Linked DNA regions of Mus musculus: all the other regions are linked to region 5. A link is a contact called in public promoter capture Hi-C data. All regions are on one chromosome and are shown on one strand. The core of a region is the stretch at or near the end of the contact, and the rest is flanking DNA. Distances in the headings are between cores, read along the strand shown.

The links. Promoter capture Hi-C pulls out the DNA fragments that hold promoters and counts their contacts.
Region 1: a contact with region 5 is called in a promoter capture Hi-C map of hippocampal neurons, with 3 times the contacts expected there. The contact joins the enhancer-like site here to the promoter of Rpl30 in region 5. A contact is called at or near these places in 4 of 39 promoter capture datasets (hippocampal neurons, liver and neutrophils), 1 of 115 datasets of contacts at active chromatin or transcription factors (embryonic stem cells) and 1 of 9 other capture datasets (adipose tissue).
Region 2: a contact with region 5 is called in a promoter capture Hi-C map of pre-B cells, with 7 times the contacts expected there. The contact joins the promoter of Cox6c here to the promoter of Rpl30 in region 5. A contact is called at or near these places in 11 of 39 promoter capture datasets (the 3T3-L1 cell line, the C10 cell line, HPC-7-derived erythroid cells and 6 more), 1 of 484 Hi-C or Micro-C datasets (liver) and 2 of 115 datasets of contacts at active chromatin or transcription factors (astrocytes and large pre-B cells).
Region 3: a promoter capture Hi-C map of liver shows a contact between it and region 5, with 2.6 times the contacts expected there. The contact joins the enhancer-like site here to the promoter of Rpl30 in region 5. A contact is called at or near these places in 7 of 39 promoter capture datasets (the 3T3-L1 cell line, hippocampal neurons, liver and 2 more).
Region 4: a contact with region 5 is called in a promoter capture Hi-C map of 3T3-L1-derived adipocytes, with 3 times the contacts expected there. The contact joins the enhancer-like site here to the promoter of Rpl30 in region 5. A contact is called at or near these places in 4 of 39 promoter capture datasets (3T3-L1-derived adipocytes, hippocampal neurons, liver and 1 more) and 1 of 9 other capture datasets (adipose tissue).

The regions. Positions count from the first base shown.
Region 1 is chr15:35,913,591-35,916,290 of GRCm38.p6, reverse strand. It overlaps Vps13b (vacuolar protein sorting 13B), which reads right to left. Exons shown (of 62, transcript NM_177151.4): 57 at 1,341-1,517. Among named protein-coding and RNA genes, the nearest start is that of Cox6c, 23 kb to the left of the region's middle. Within about 2 kb of position 1,255, at least 52 of the 459 cell types and tissues checked have an H3K27ac peak or open chromatin away from gene starts, as enhancers often do. A contact at or near this core is called in adipose tissue and hippocampal neurons, where this site is marked.
Region 2 is chr15:35,936,896-35,939,595 of GRCm38.p6, reverse strand. Cox6c (cytochrome c oxidase subunit 6C) reads left to right here and starts at 1,350. Exons shown (of 4, transcript NM_053071.2): 1 at 1,350-1,471; 2 at 2,312-2,441. The coding sequence starts at 2,325.
Region 3 is chr15:33,014,655-33,017,354 of GRCm38.p6, reverse strand. Sdc2 (syndecan 2) reads right to left here. Exons shown (of 5, transcript NM_008304.2): 2 at 142-253. Among named protein-coding and RNA genes, the nearest start is that of Gm32764, 54 kb to the left of the region's middle. Within about 2 kb of position 1,379, at least 47 of the 459 cell types and tissues checked have an H3K27ac peak or open chromatin away from gene starts, as enhancers often do. A contact at or near this core is called in liver, where this site is marked.
Region 4 is chr15:35,821,663-35,824,362 of GRCm38.p6, reverse strand. The region is part of intron 39 of Vps13b (vacuolar protein sorting 13B); the gene reads right to left. Among named protein-coding and RNA genes, the nearest start is that of Gm41292, 64 kb to the left of the region's middle. Within about 2 kb of position 1,397, at least 21 of the 459 cell types and tissues checked have an H3K27ac peak or open chromatin away from gene starts, as enhancers often do. A contact at or near this core is called in 3T3-L1-derived adipocytes and adipose tissue, where this site is marked.
Region 5 is chr15:34,441,856-34,444,555 of GRCm38.p6, reverse strand. Rpl30 (ribosomal protein L30) reads left to right here and starts at 1,280. Exons shown (of 5, transcript NM_001163485.1): 1 at 1,280-1,371; 2 at 1,479-1,531; 3 at 1,776-1,921. The coding sequence starts at 1,511.

The DNA of each region.
Region 1 (2,700 bases), core at 6-2,505, 1.5 Mb before region 5:
AACAGTCCCAACTGCTCCAGCAAGTACATATGGATCTCAGCAGCAAAACCAGAAGACACCAATAGAGAAGAAATGGCAGGTCCCACTTCTGAAGCTATCATTTTTACCTGTGGTCTGAACACATAAGATACCCAGACACACTCAGACAGATGAACACACAGACTTGAACACATAGACACACATACAGACATGAATCACAGACACACACAGATGTATGAACACAGACACACACAGACATATAAACACAGAGACATATGAACACACAACACAGACAGACACACACACAGACACACACACACACAGACAACCCCCCCCCCCCCCGATTTTGCTAAGATGGGAGAACAAATGTAAGAAGCAGTCAGGATGCTAAATAAGCTGAGCTACAGTTTAACAGGTGTTTGCTGTCCTATTGTAAAACACAAACACCAGAACCTCAGAGGACCCATGGCAGGACTGAGAAGCCCACCAGGCACACATCTGTGAGTTTCTAGTCCGCTCCCAGGCCTCCCGGGATCTGGGGCTGGGGGAGGCTCCCTTTCATTGTCCATGGAATTTGTTTTTATTACTCTGGCTGCTCTCTTGCCAACCCCCCACCAGGAGCCCCCACCCTCACTATGGATCATGGAGTCTCATATTTCAAGCCTAAGTCTTCTTTTGAGGTCTTCTAGAGTCTTCAGTAACCTGCCCACTCATAACAGAGTTATGGTATTGTCTACAGTAAAATGCCTTTTATGGGCAAGAAGGCCTTTGCCCTGTTTTCTCTGCCTCCCGCTGAGAAGAAAAGGGGACTCAGATGGCCCTTGTTAGTTCCCTGGTCACTGCCAACCTGACCAAAATATCGAGCAAACACTGGATGAAATGAAAACATTCTCCTGGTGGGAAGCAGTTTAGCCTCCATGCCTGATGACCTGTCTGGACCACAAGATGGCACTGTGGATGTAGGGAGTGGGAGTAAAGCTGGCTTAGCAGTCAGCTTCCCCACTACAATGAGTCCATGTCCTTAGACAGCTATGACAACTGTATCTGCATTTTAGAAACATGATGAGGCAACTGGTGTGGGAGCCCTGCTGCTTAGCAGAGGTCACAAACACTGTCAGTATTTCTATATTTATTGTATAGAATAACAGTGGAGCCAGTTTGTGTTTTCTCAATGAGAACGTTTCTGAAACATTTTTAAACACTACAGGCAAGCAGTGATTTGTTTAAAACATGAGCTTTGCTATCATCCCAGCATTTCACAGCAAGTTAACACAACAGAAGCTGCAGGCTGGGTGAGCAAACTGAACAGCATGAACGCTTGAAACACAAGACAAGGCCCTGCAAGGACCGGCACCCGCTACCTTTGGAAATGTGCTTGACGAATGATGTGGTCCCTCTGGAGACTCCGCTCACGAAGGCTCCTGGGCCTCGGGTCAATCCCTCATATGGAAGCCTGAAGAAGTCCGAGATCCCATTCCCAATGCTTCTCACTAAGCTGGCGGGGCTGCCGAGGATTTCCAGAGACCCCACCACCCAGCCTGCAACACAAAGGGAAGGGGTTATTGAGACCTTGAGTTCAGCACTTTCAACACTCATGAAAAGTGGCCTGCTTTCTCTAAAATTCCCTTTCCACACTAGAACGAAGGGTGTATGACACCCATAAGCTTCTTTGGAGCAAAATATGGGAAATCATATCTGTGAATTCATAAATGGTGAACTTTCATACTTTATAAATCACAGTGTTCCTCTGGCAGCCTTGCAAATGGCTTTAATATGACTTCTGTGCCCAAGCCTCCTGTACTCCTGTAAAGGGAGCCATGTGCAGAGAACACCTCCAGCTCAGTCAGGCACTCTGGGCTGCAGGTGCTCACAGACTGAGATGTTTCTCCCTATCTGTCAGGGCGGCGGCGGCAGCAGCAGCAGCAGCAGCAGCAGCAGCAGCAGCAGCAGCTGCCTGGTGGTGAGAAGCCAGATGCTAAAATAGGGTATTGCAAAAGGGATGCAAGCTTTGACAAGGATGGAGGGTTCTTTTTAATCTTTCACAATCCTATCAAGCTGAGTACTTCTCTTAGAGTGGAGCTAGAGCCAAACAAATGTCTCTCCTTCAACCCTATTGGGCTGTGTAAACATCGGTGACAGGGACACACTGATTAGGTTAGCGAGAGGGAAGTGCTCCCCCACCCATGTCCCAGGAGCGTGGCTTTGGGTCTGCTTTCCTATTTAAATTCAGACTTGCCAGGAGCTGGCCTGCTCCAGTGGCTTGCTCACAGCCTTCTGCCTTTTCCCTTCCGCCTGGGGTGGGGACTGAGGGCTTGTAAGCCCAGAGGACTCCAGGGGCAGGCAAAGACCAGGGGCAGGGAGAGGAGAGATCTGAAAAAGCAACTTCCTTTAGGAATCTTTATGCCAAACTCAGTACTGTGGCCTTTTTATTGGGAAGGCTGTGAGGTAAGGCAAAGGATGGGAACTGTTCCCTCTCTCAATAGCAAGTCTCTGTGACAGAGATCCTCAGTTAAGTCACCAACCGAAGAGGGAGGCCAAGTCCCCAGGTCACTATCAAAGCAGAGAGCTTCCTAAAGTAGAGAGCATAGGACTGGCATAAATGTTGAGCCCTTTTCTGGAGCATTAGGGTGACAACATGGCTGTCAGTCATTAGGACTGACAAATGAAGAGCCACGTGGGGCCAAGGCACTGCTCATGGAATCCCCCAAGCACAAGGCCAAC
Region 2 (2,700 bases), core at 101-2,600, 1.5 Mb before region 5:
TTGTATCAGTTCAAAGAACGCTCAGACTGTTCACTGTCATATAAAATCTGCTTGAAGGCTAAAGTTGTATTCTAAGTTTAAATTACTGGGCTTAAGAGATCTATCAATCAAACATGCCTCTAACCTGTAAGCCTCACTTGCCCAAGGGCAGATAATCTCTGGAGTGCTGGGGGCTGTTACTTATGTAAGATAGTGAACTATGGTGTTTTCTCTTCTGTAAACAACCTCACTTGCCCCAACTTTACAGGATAAGCTTGATCACACACAGGTGGAGGTAGGCTGGAGGTTCATAAGGAAATACATTGGGATCTAAGCGTGCCCCTGATTGGACGAAGGTGGGAAGTACTGACCCTTTGGGGGTTGCCTTTATAAGCCTCTGACTGAGTTGTAATGTGGCGATGTATTTTGGGATTCCTAGGTATGCACCTGACAGTGTCCACTGAACTGGCCAATGCTTAATAAAGCTTGTTTTAAATTTGGTTCAAAACTTACAGTAGCCGTTTTCACTATTCTCACCGGGTGGGATTAACCGTAGCCCTGGTACTCTGATCCCGTGAACCTTTCTTTGTAACCATGGGTTCAGTTCAGTGGTTTCACACCTTCAGTTATTCTCCATATAGTGTGATGGTGCATGTGTCACTGCTCAAGCAGGGTTCCTAAGCCCTCTCAAACCCTGCATATATATAAAGTAGGCTTACTCAGCTGACTTAAGTAACACCTGTGAATCTAGTTGATGTCACTGAAGTAAGATAAACGTCCCAAGGCACGAAAAGTCATCTTTAGTCGGCTTTCCAAAAACATCCCTGTTGTTCCCGTTCACACGTTATTTTTTATTAAGAACCCGACACAAATACCCATTACGATTTGTTAAGCAGATCATTGAGTCTGGCAGTGGAGTGGGATCACATCTCTAGTTTGTTCCACAGCATCGGTTCTAAAATTACATGTTAAACTCTGAAATTGGCCTTTCTCGCTCTTTGCCAAAAACCAAGCGTTTATTGTGCCGAGGTAGTTGTAATGAAAATGCTTATTCATGTGGTTTGGGCAATCCTTTGACACAAATGTCATGTCCCCCAAGATATGCCTTTTCTCAAGGTTGGGCATTTAGAAAAAAAAAGCTCTCAGATGATGTAGTGCCTTTATAGAGTATATTATTTTTTCCCCACATGTGAAATATATACGAATTCCTTAATAAGTTCACAACACCGGACAAGATTAATATTTGTAATTTACTGAAGAAACCTTTGTAGGTAGTCAGGACTCGTTTTCAAGGTCCTGTTTAGGGAAAAAAAAAAAAAAAAAAGACATAGTGTAACTGGCATAAATTTCAGCTGTGACCGGCTGGATGCGCGCTTGAATACTTTTGGACTCCTTAGGCCACCGTCGCCGGGTCCTCCATCGACTCTTGCGCATGCGTGCTGCTGGAAGGCTCTCCGTTTCTCCGAGAACCGGGAAGGACGTTGGTGTAGAGGTGAGAATGGTGGAGAGAGAGAGGAGATTCTGGGGTTTGACAACTGCGGGTTTCTCGGCTTCTCGTGGGGGCGGCGAACTAGGATGTCTTGCACGTCACAGCCCAGTGGAGCCTCGGGCCTGCCTTCCTCGTGGGCGCGTTGCCCCCGCCGCGTCCTCAGGAGGCTGCGGGCCTGACCGGCCTGAACTCGGGCGGCCCCGCCATCTCCCCGCGTGCGCTCTTAGGGCTCCGGAGGAGCTCTGCGGAGCCTCAGGGTCTCGCTGGTGGCCGGCCGGGCCCGTTTCCCCTTGTATTTTGCCGCGGCCAGGTTGACCTTGATTGGGTCGTTTGACCTGCGGGGGCTGGTGCTCCAGTTGGATAAGGGGTGCGACCTTGGAGGGGACTCAGGCACCGAGGGGCCCCGGTGGTCGGCCTGGTGTGGGAGTAGAATTGGGAAGCTGGAGGGTCCCCGATCTGTCGCGCCTGCTCCACCGGCCCTCGGGGCGCTTGCTGGGCTCTAGTCCCACAGCTTCAGTGACCTGAGTTCTCCCCGAAGGCTTTTCTTCCTAAGGGTGAATTCTGAAAAGGCAACAGCTAGGTCGCATCTGCCTTTCTGTGGATGGGGGACACTTTTGTCATGGTTTTTGCTCATCGGTTTGTTGCTGGTTACCGCCTTGTTGCGGGTAGTGGAAATGCGTAGGAGAGGAGCGGGCAAAGATGAAGTTGCCAAAGTCATTGACCTTGCAGGAGGGGTTAGGCCGCGATTGTAGATACTAAACTACGTTGTGCATGTAGAGTTCATTCAATCACTTAACCTGTTACAAGCCTTTTTTTTTTCCCCTCCTTGTTTTACTCGCAAAGGACATTGGCTACCATGAGTTCCGGTGCGCTGTTGCCCAAACCACAGATGCGTGGTCTTCTGGCCAAGCGTCTGCGGGTTCATATTGCTGGCGCATTCATTGTGGCCCTGGGAGTTGCCGCTGCCTATAAGGTATGTGCTTTAGGTCACAAGCTGTTCGTTTAAAACATTATTTTTTAAACCTAGTTAAGAGCTGTTTAAAAAAGAAACTCTATCTTCAAGATATTTCCCTCATTTACCTTCCAAAGGCTTCAACGTAACAGAAACCCTATCTTCAAATGAAAATGCGCCACAGTCATTACAGGTTCCCTCTTCCCAGGTATCAAGGTAAAGCTGACAACCAAGAAATCTGATGTTATAATTTACTCTAAGTCTGGAGATCTGAGCACCA
Region 3 (2,700 bases), core at 130-2,629, 1.4 Mb after region 5:
AGTTCTCATAGCTTGAACTGGAATTTGTATCCCCAAACCATGCTCATGACTATGACACATGCTGTGCTTGTAACGGAAGAAGGCACAGCGAAATGTGTGCATGCCGGGGTATAGAGAATGGCATCCAGTAGGCAGCCTTACCTGAGCCTGAGGCAGAAGAATAGTCATCATCATCAATAGGATATACTCCTGAAGCTTCCTCAATGGAGCTATTGTCAAGGTACATATCCTTATCGGATGTCAGCTCTGTTCTCTGAGAAAGGAAAGATAAGCAATTCAGGATGGTCAGATTAAGAAAGGCTCTGCTGTCTCTTGTGAGACTATGCCGGGGCCTAGCAAACACAGAAGTGGATGATCACAGTCAGCTATTGGATGGGTCACACGGCCCCCAATGGAGGAGCCAGAGAAATTACCCAAGGAGCTAAAGGGAACTGCAACCCTATAGGTGGAACAACATTATGAACTAACCAGTACCCCGGAGCTCTTGTCTCTAGCTGCATATGTATCAAAAGATGGCCTAGTCGGCCATCACTGCAAAGAGAGGCCCATTGGACTTGCAAACTTTATATGCCCCAGTACAGGGGAACCCCAGGGCCAAAAAGTGGGAGTGGGTGGGTAGGGGATTGGGGGGGTGGGTATGGGGGACTTTTGGGATAGCATTGAAAATGTAAACGAGGAAAATACCTAATTAAAAAAAAAAGAAAAGAAAGGCTCTGCTTTGTCTACTGTTCACATTTTGCATATGCTGTATTGAAGATCTGTCACTTTGCAGCTGTGTTCTGCATTCTCCTGTCCAGCCACCCTTCTCTCTCTCTCTCTCTCACACACACACACACACACACACAAAACCCCAAGGAAGCTCACGTGGCCTAATCTTATATAATAATGACCGCACTGATATCCAAGTCTGGCATAGGCTTAGCTCATTGCACCCCACTTCACTTACCTGAGTATCTGTTGTTCTAAGTTACTAAACTATCTCAGACATTCATTCTATCACAAATGAGATTACTTAGTGATTAATGTTAAGCTACAGAATGCCTAAATTATTTACGATTTTCTTGGAAACATAAAGCAAGGTATTATGACACTAGGCTAAATAATCACTTAGGGACGTATACACACCAGATACTTAACAGGCGTGGCCATGCGTGGCTTTCTCACTACAGATAAGTGCTCTCCAGTTACTAGGGAAAACCAGAGATCTCTGTACAGACCAGACCCACACTGACATCAGGCAAGGTAATCTGTGTGGAACAGGGCCTGTGGAGCTCATATGCCAATGGTGAAAGTCCATGGCAAGCCTACTTCTCAGGCTTGCTGGCTTAGCAAAGTTTAATGACAAACAGATAAACCCACAAGAGTACTTTTTCTTGTATTACTGGCACTTGGTGACAGCAAGTCATAGGCTTGATGTGGAGCAGGATTGAGTCACCAACTATCCCATTTCCAGAGCCTCTCAGCTTTTCAAGAATTGGCCATGATTAAAATTCAGTCTATGTTTGCCCAAGAAGTAACTTGCATGAATTGCAGACAGAGCAGAAGTGGAATTTTTTTTACAAAAGGATTTAGTAAATTGATATTTTACTACAAGTATCTCAGACTAGCAGTTTTTGGAACAAATGACATTCATTTTAGTCCTATTTTTAACGATCAAATTGGAATGTTTGTCCCTCACGGAATTATATATATAAGAAAAAATTCCCCTTACTATGTTGGTTTCCACTAGATTTCTTCTAAAAATAAAACTCGGTTTCAACAGTCAATATGCGTGAACCTCCCTGGGAAAACTAGCAGGCACACTCTGAAAGCAACACTTTGTCCTCTCAAGTTTCAGGGGCTTGCTGGAGAGGCAGGAGGATATTAAATGTTAGCCCACAATCTCCACTGGCCTTGATGCCAAGGAACAAAGAAGGATGGGAATCACTTTGAGATATCACACTGGGCAATTAAGAGGCCACAGCCCTTAGGGATTTGGGTTCCAGCAGGCTGGTTTGCAGGCATGAGTAACACCCCTCTCACAGCAGCCAAGAATGTTCTGGAGCTGTCCAGACATACAGTTAGATTCATCTGTAATCTGAGACAGTTCTACAAAATACCAGTCTCCAAGCCTCTGATCATTCCATATTTTAATTCTCAAAGCTTGCAAACTGAGTAGGGACTTCTGTATACTCTAGCCTCATACATTCTCTGACCCTATTACATTCTCAGCTCTTTTGTGGGAGAAGGCTGTGCACATAGCCCCCTAACATTCCTGGGATATACATTCATACATATATGAATTCAAACTACTGTAGGTTGAAAAACTGTGTGTGTGTAAATATATAATGGTACTAATGAATCTGAGGTAGGACAATCACACGTTTGAGGGCAGCCTGGGCTACTTAATAAGACCCTGTCACAAAATAATGTGAATATAAATTTTAAAAAATTCGGTACTGAGTGTATACCATAATAAACAACAGCTATCAGCACAACCATTATAAGTAGCCAGGAGATGACTTAAAGTACACAGGAAAAATCTGGGTACGTGGAACTGTTATTTTATATAAAAATGACCTGTCGTTTTAATATAATAAAAAAGAAAGCATTTGTCAGTGTTGGTGTACAAGGCATCTTAGACTCAACAGCAGGACCTCCCTGAAAGCCTCCTTACTGCACACTGCTAAATCTTAGTGCCTGGAATAAAGTAGGTGCCCA
Region 4 (2,700 bases), core at 148-2,647, 1.4 Mb before region 5:
GTGGATGGGGAGAGCTCAGTGTGAGCATGAAGGTGCTGCTGTTTATCAGCTCAGTCCCAGGAGGCAAAGCCAGTCTGGTCTCCTCTTTGCCCCGCCCACCAACGACAATCCTGCCTCAAGTGTTCATCGAGGTTCCTCAGAGTACCATTTCTACTGACTGCCTTCACCTCCAGTCTGTGGACATACTTCCTTATCTCTGCATTTCTCAGGAGCTTTTGCTGAAAGCTTGGTATTTTAATATTTTAAATCGTAATAAACAATACCAACTGTGAGAATCTGATCTGGCCCTTCTTCTGTCATTCCCAGTGCATCAGTGCTTGCTGCTAGTTATGAACCAGACTTGTGAGGTTTGCAGTCTGCCAGGATTCGGATGATTTTGTCCTGTAAAGTTTCACATAGGGTAACCTTGGTCCTCAGTATGATGCTATAAAGCTGCTGAATTTTCAAAATCTGGAGCATGGTCCTTAGGTCACTGGAGTGCCTTCAGAAGGATAAGGTTGTTAGGAAAACCTATCCTGGCCTCCACTCTCTCTTGAATTTCTGTATTCAGACTTGAGCTCTTGCCATATCTGAATAAATGCTACTATCATGCTTTTGAGCCTCCAAAACTGTATTCTGAGTAAAAACTGTTATTTCTATAAATGATCTGCCTTTGTTGTTTTGTTTCAATAATGGAAATCTTACTAATACAGTTGTGTAGCCTTTAGAGTCTCGGCTTGGTTAGCTCAGTGGTTACTTCATGATTAAGCAGACATTTCCTGAAAGACTGGGTACCAATAAGCTTCTAGTTGTTTAAGGCACCTTGAACCTTCTTGGTCATACTGTCCATTCCACCTTAGCCTCCACTTCCTTATCCAGAGCCTCATGGATACAGGTTAGAACTTGGGTTTTTATCAAGTCGTTCCTGATTATACACACAGTCCCGAGCATGAGAACAGACCTATGCAAGAGGAAATACAGCACTGAAAACTCCATGGAGCTCTTATTACCCAGGGTTTCTCCTGAGTTTACTGTTTATTCTGCCTTTCACTGATTAAAGTAACTTCAAAATTAACCAATTGTCTCTAGTTGTTTTTGATGTATATCCCCAGGGGTGGGTGGAGCTGCTTTTGTACCAGGAAGTTCCTAGTAACTTTGATAGAGTATCTGTTGTCCAACTCTTACTTTGATAACAACTATTATTTTTGTATAAAAATACAGAAGTGTAGACACTGCATTTATGACAGCATAACAGTGGTGATAAGACCAAATCTTAACAGAGAACACTAGGAAGACAAGAGAAGCAGGTAAGCAATGGCTGAGGAGAGAAAGCAGACAGACAGGCAACAGACTGGAGCTGAGATCTGAGCCCAAGATGACTTTCCCAGTGTTCCAGAGGTGAGGTATTTATAGAAACACGATGAGCACACAGCAGCAGAAATGTTGAAATGTTATTAAGTTAAGACAAGATTTGCTCCTAGGCATATGTAGTCATAAATGTGTTTGGGTTTACTTGTCTTTTTGAAAATAAAGACTAATTCTTACATGCAGTTATTTATAATACAGAAGGAGACATAGTAATCACATAGAATAATGAAAATTGAGCATAGTTTTTAATTGGTAATAAGAATGTATTTTGACCACAAAACGGCTTATTTTGTTTCCACTTCATTGTAAACATCTACCATTCAGTGATATAAAATGTAAATGTTTTTAATGTTTAATGCTCCTGCTTATTTTTTTTACATGTATCTGCCTTTTAGTTTTTTTTTTTTTAAGAATGAAAAGCTTTTTATATATCGTCAGCTAATGGAAGTCACATGGGTATGGATATGGAAACGCACACATACACACACACACACACACACACACACACACCCTTATAATATTGGAAACAGTTGAGAAACCACAAGTATTCAAACGCAGGAAATCATGATTTTATAACATTTTAATATGATCTACTCTTGGGAAACAAGTTAAGCAAACTCTATTTCTGCACAGGAAGCATTCCGGCATGCAGTTGTGCTGCGCTGTGGTGTGGGCACAGCTGTAGTCTTCACCTGTAATGCCCCACTGGTATTGTGGCTTATGCACTGCATCAAGACTCCCTTCCTGTCCGGAAAACCTCTAAGTACAAACAAAACTCTAAGTCCAGATTTTATTTTCCCTTGGTATCAGAATATGGTAATTTAAGAGCCCTGAGAAATACTTTTTAGTGTTTAAAAGGAAATGTGTAACATTCTTTTATTAGAATCTCTGTTTGAGTTGGTTTTTCAGAAAACTTAACATATGACCCGGTTATCTTATCAATTTATCAAGCTACCAGGTTTCAAGCAAATGCAGGTGTATAATATGACATCTTTCAAGATCATATTTTTCCCAAAAGAAGAGTGATACTGATATATTAAAAACTTCTGGGGAAAAAATAACTTAAATGCAGACAACTTTACTAAAATAGTAAAAAAATAAAATTAATGTAAACCCTAAATTCATAATATATTTTAATTTTATCTAAATATTCAAGAACTTCATTCTAAATGGTCTACTGTTCACAGCATATGTTTAAGCTCAACAATGGGCTCATTACTTTCAGTAGAGTAAACACACTTGCCACTTCTTGATAAAGTAGCGATTAACAAATGTGCCTCATCACACACAAAGTGTGTATAGCAATAATAAGCAGATTATAACATGGTTTTGTTACCCTATAGAATATACTTA
Region 5 (2,700 bases), core at 31-2,530:
CGTTTTTTTTCTTTTTCCAAAAGATCAACTCACAGAGATTGCCAGCTCCGGGTGGGATTATAGGTATAGATCATCTCGACCCGCATGACTCATGGATGTTTTTAAAGTTATTTTAATTAAGGGGAGGCAGGGTTGTTCTTCCCTTTCCTAACCTCCAGGGCAAAGTAACTCACCATACAGCTTACCTACTACCCTGGGTTTCCTTTTTCATGCTTATATAAATTTGGTGGCACAGGTGCTTGTGCAGTTGGGCAGAGGTCACAGGTCAACTTCTGGGTACTTACTCGGTAGTTGTCCACCTTATTTTTCACAAGATCTTTGAGACCTGGAGCTGACAGGTTAGACTAGGTTGGCTGGCTAGCCAGCCTTGGGGAATCTGTTCCACAAATGGAGTTACAAGTGTGCACAACCATGCCAGACTTTTGGGGGCTGGGGATTGACAGAGAGGTTTAGGCATAAAATGCAGGTCCCCACGCTTGCAAGGCAAGCACACTTTACTGACTGAACAATCTCAACAGCCCTGGGTTTTCGTTGGTGCTAGTGCGTAAATAGTAGAGGCTTTCAAGGTTTTTTTTTTTTTTCCTTGAATGCTACATTTATACAACGGCCCAAGTTTCGTAGCAAAATGATTTTTTAAATTATTCGTATTGCGACTATTTCTTTACTTCTGTATACGTATGTGAGCATTCAAGCGCAGGCCAAAGAAAAACCTGCTGGACTTGGCGCTCCCCTCCCACCACGTGGGTTTGGAACTCATTCGTCTACTTAGCGACAAGCGCATTTACCCGTCAGCCACTTCACCAGGTTTTTTTTTTTTTTTTTTCAATTGTGGTCCCTGTGCAAAGTAGGCTCCCAAGTACACGGTATAAAACCGCCGCAAAAGGGGTGTGTGTCCTACGGAGCGGCAAACAGGAAGATCAGCGGCGGGTGGACAGAGATGCCTCCGCTCCTGGTGAGCAGTCACGGGGTAAACCGGCGGCCCGGGGTCCTTCCGGAGCACGCCCAAGACAACGTCAGGCGGAGACCAGCCCAGGAGAGGCCAGGTCGCTGCCGCCTCGCCACGGAGCCCTGGGCCTCGTCGTCAGCTCCCATCGAGCTCCGGCTCTCCGCGGTGTCAGCCCGCTGCAGCAGAACAAACGCCCAGAACCGAAGGCCGGAGCCCAGACGCCGCAGCAGCCCAGCCTGCGTTGTAACCCGGTCCCCATAGCAACCAACTACCGCAGACTACTCTCGCAAGCGCTGTTCTGCTTGTGACCCGGACCGGCTTCTCTTCCGCTTCCGGTCCCACAATCCTCTGTCGGCCTAGAAGAGCTTTGCATTGTGGGAGCTCCTTCCTTTCTCGCTCCCCGGCCATCTTGGCGGCTGGTGTTGGTGAGTGAGCTCTGCGGGGTAAACGATTAGGCGGCTCGGGGAGCTCCGCTAGCTGGTGTTTGACGCTCTGGATTATAATCCTCTCTTCTGTCCTCTGTGTATGCTAGGTTGGGGGTTGTCCCGCACCTAAGGCAGGAAGATGGTGGCCGCAAAGAAGACGGTGAGTGAAGCCGATCGGGCCCGGAAGCCGGTTCACGTGGAGAGCTGGGTCGGGCCGGGGCGGATAGATTTGAGCACACTGGGTGGACGACTTGTCGCTGACGTTTCAGGGTCTCAAAGTGAATCCGAGAGGCTCTTTGTATGGTCTCAGACATCATGAAAGGGTTCAGTTCCAGAAATCTGGAACTGAGTTTGGTTTTAGATGACTGCAAGTGGTGTTCAAGTCTCAAACGTTTGCATTGTAGAAAAAGTCTCTGGAGTCGATCAACTCTAGGCTCCAACTTGTTATGAAAAGTGGGAAGTACGTGCTGGGCTACAAGCAGACTCTGAAGATGATCAGACAAGGCAAAGCGAAGTTGGTTATCCTTGCCAACAACTGTCCAGCTTTGAGGTAATGGAGGGAACCTGGATGTGTGCAGCCTATTGTAAATTCACTGTGCAGTATCCAGCATTGGGAAGAAGAATAATGATGGTTGCTTTCTGATGTTTGGACCTTGCTTTGTGTGTGTTTTTTGTAAATGTACCTTTGAGGCACGTTGTGTGACAGGAGGTATACAAATGATACACGCAGACTGGGGGAAGCCCGATCCCGAATTTTTCAAGGTTTGAAGTGTTAACACTCCGCTTCATGTGCCTGTTTTAGTTTAGAAAAATTCTGGCTGGATTATGGAGGTGATGGTATCATGAAATCACCTATTTGGCAGGGTCCAATTTTCTGAACACGTTCATTCTTGATTAACTATTTTAACTCGAACCTAACAAGTATTTTAAGTAAGCTGAAGAAGCTTGTGTAGTATACGCTCCTTGATTTTTCTATGGCAATTGTACACCTCTTCAGCCTTTTATGTAGGTGTCTATACTTAGTGGCAGAGTTTGGAATGTTTGGTCTTATTTTAAACCTTTGCCAGTCGATTCATAGTGGCAGCGTAGACATTCATTACTAAATTACAAGCTCAGACTCAGTGGGTCCAGGCTGGAGCTTCAAGTTCATTTCTCATAAGCACTTTGGAGCACTGTTGGTATGTGGGGCCACATTCTAAGCTCAAGGTTCTGTGGAACTTTCAAATCTTAACAATTTGTATCCTTTAACTTGGCACTGAAGTATTTATTTTTTGGGTAATATTATCAGCAGCCCTTATGTAGTATTCACTGTATAGTAGGTGGTTTAAG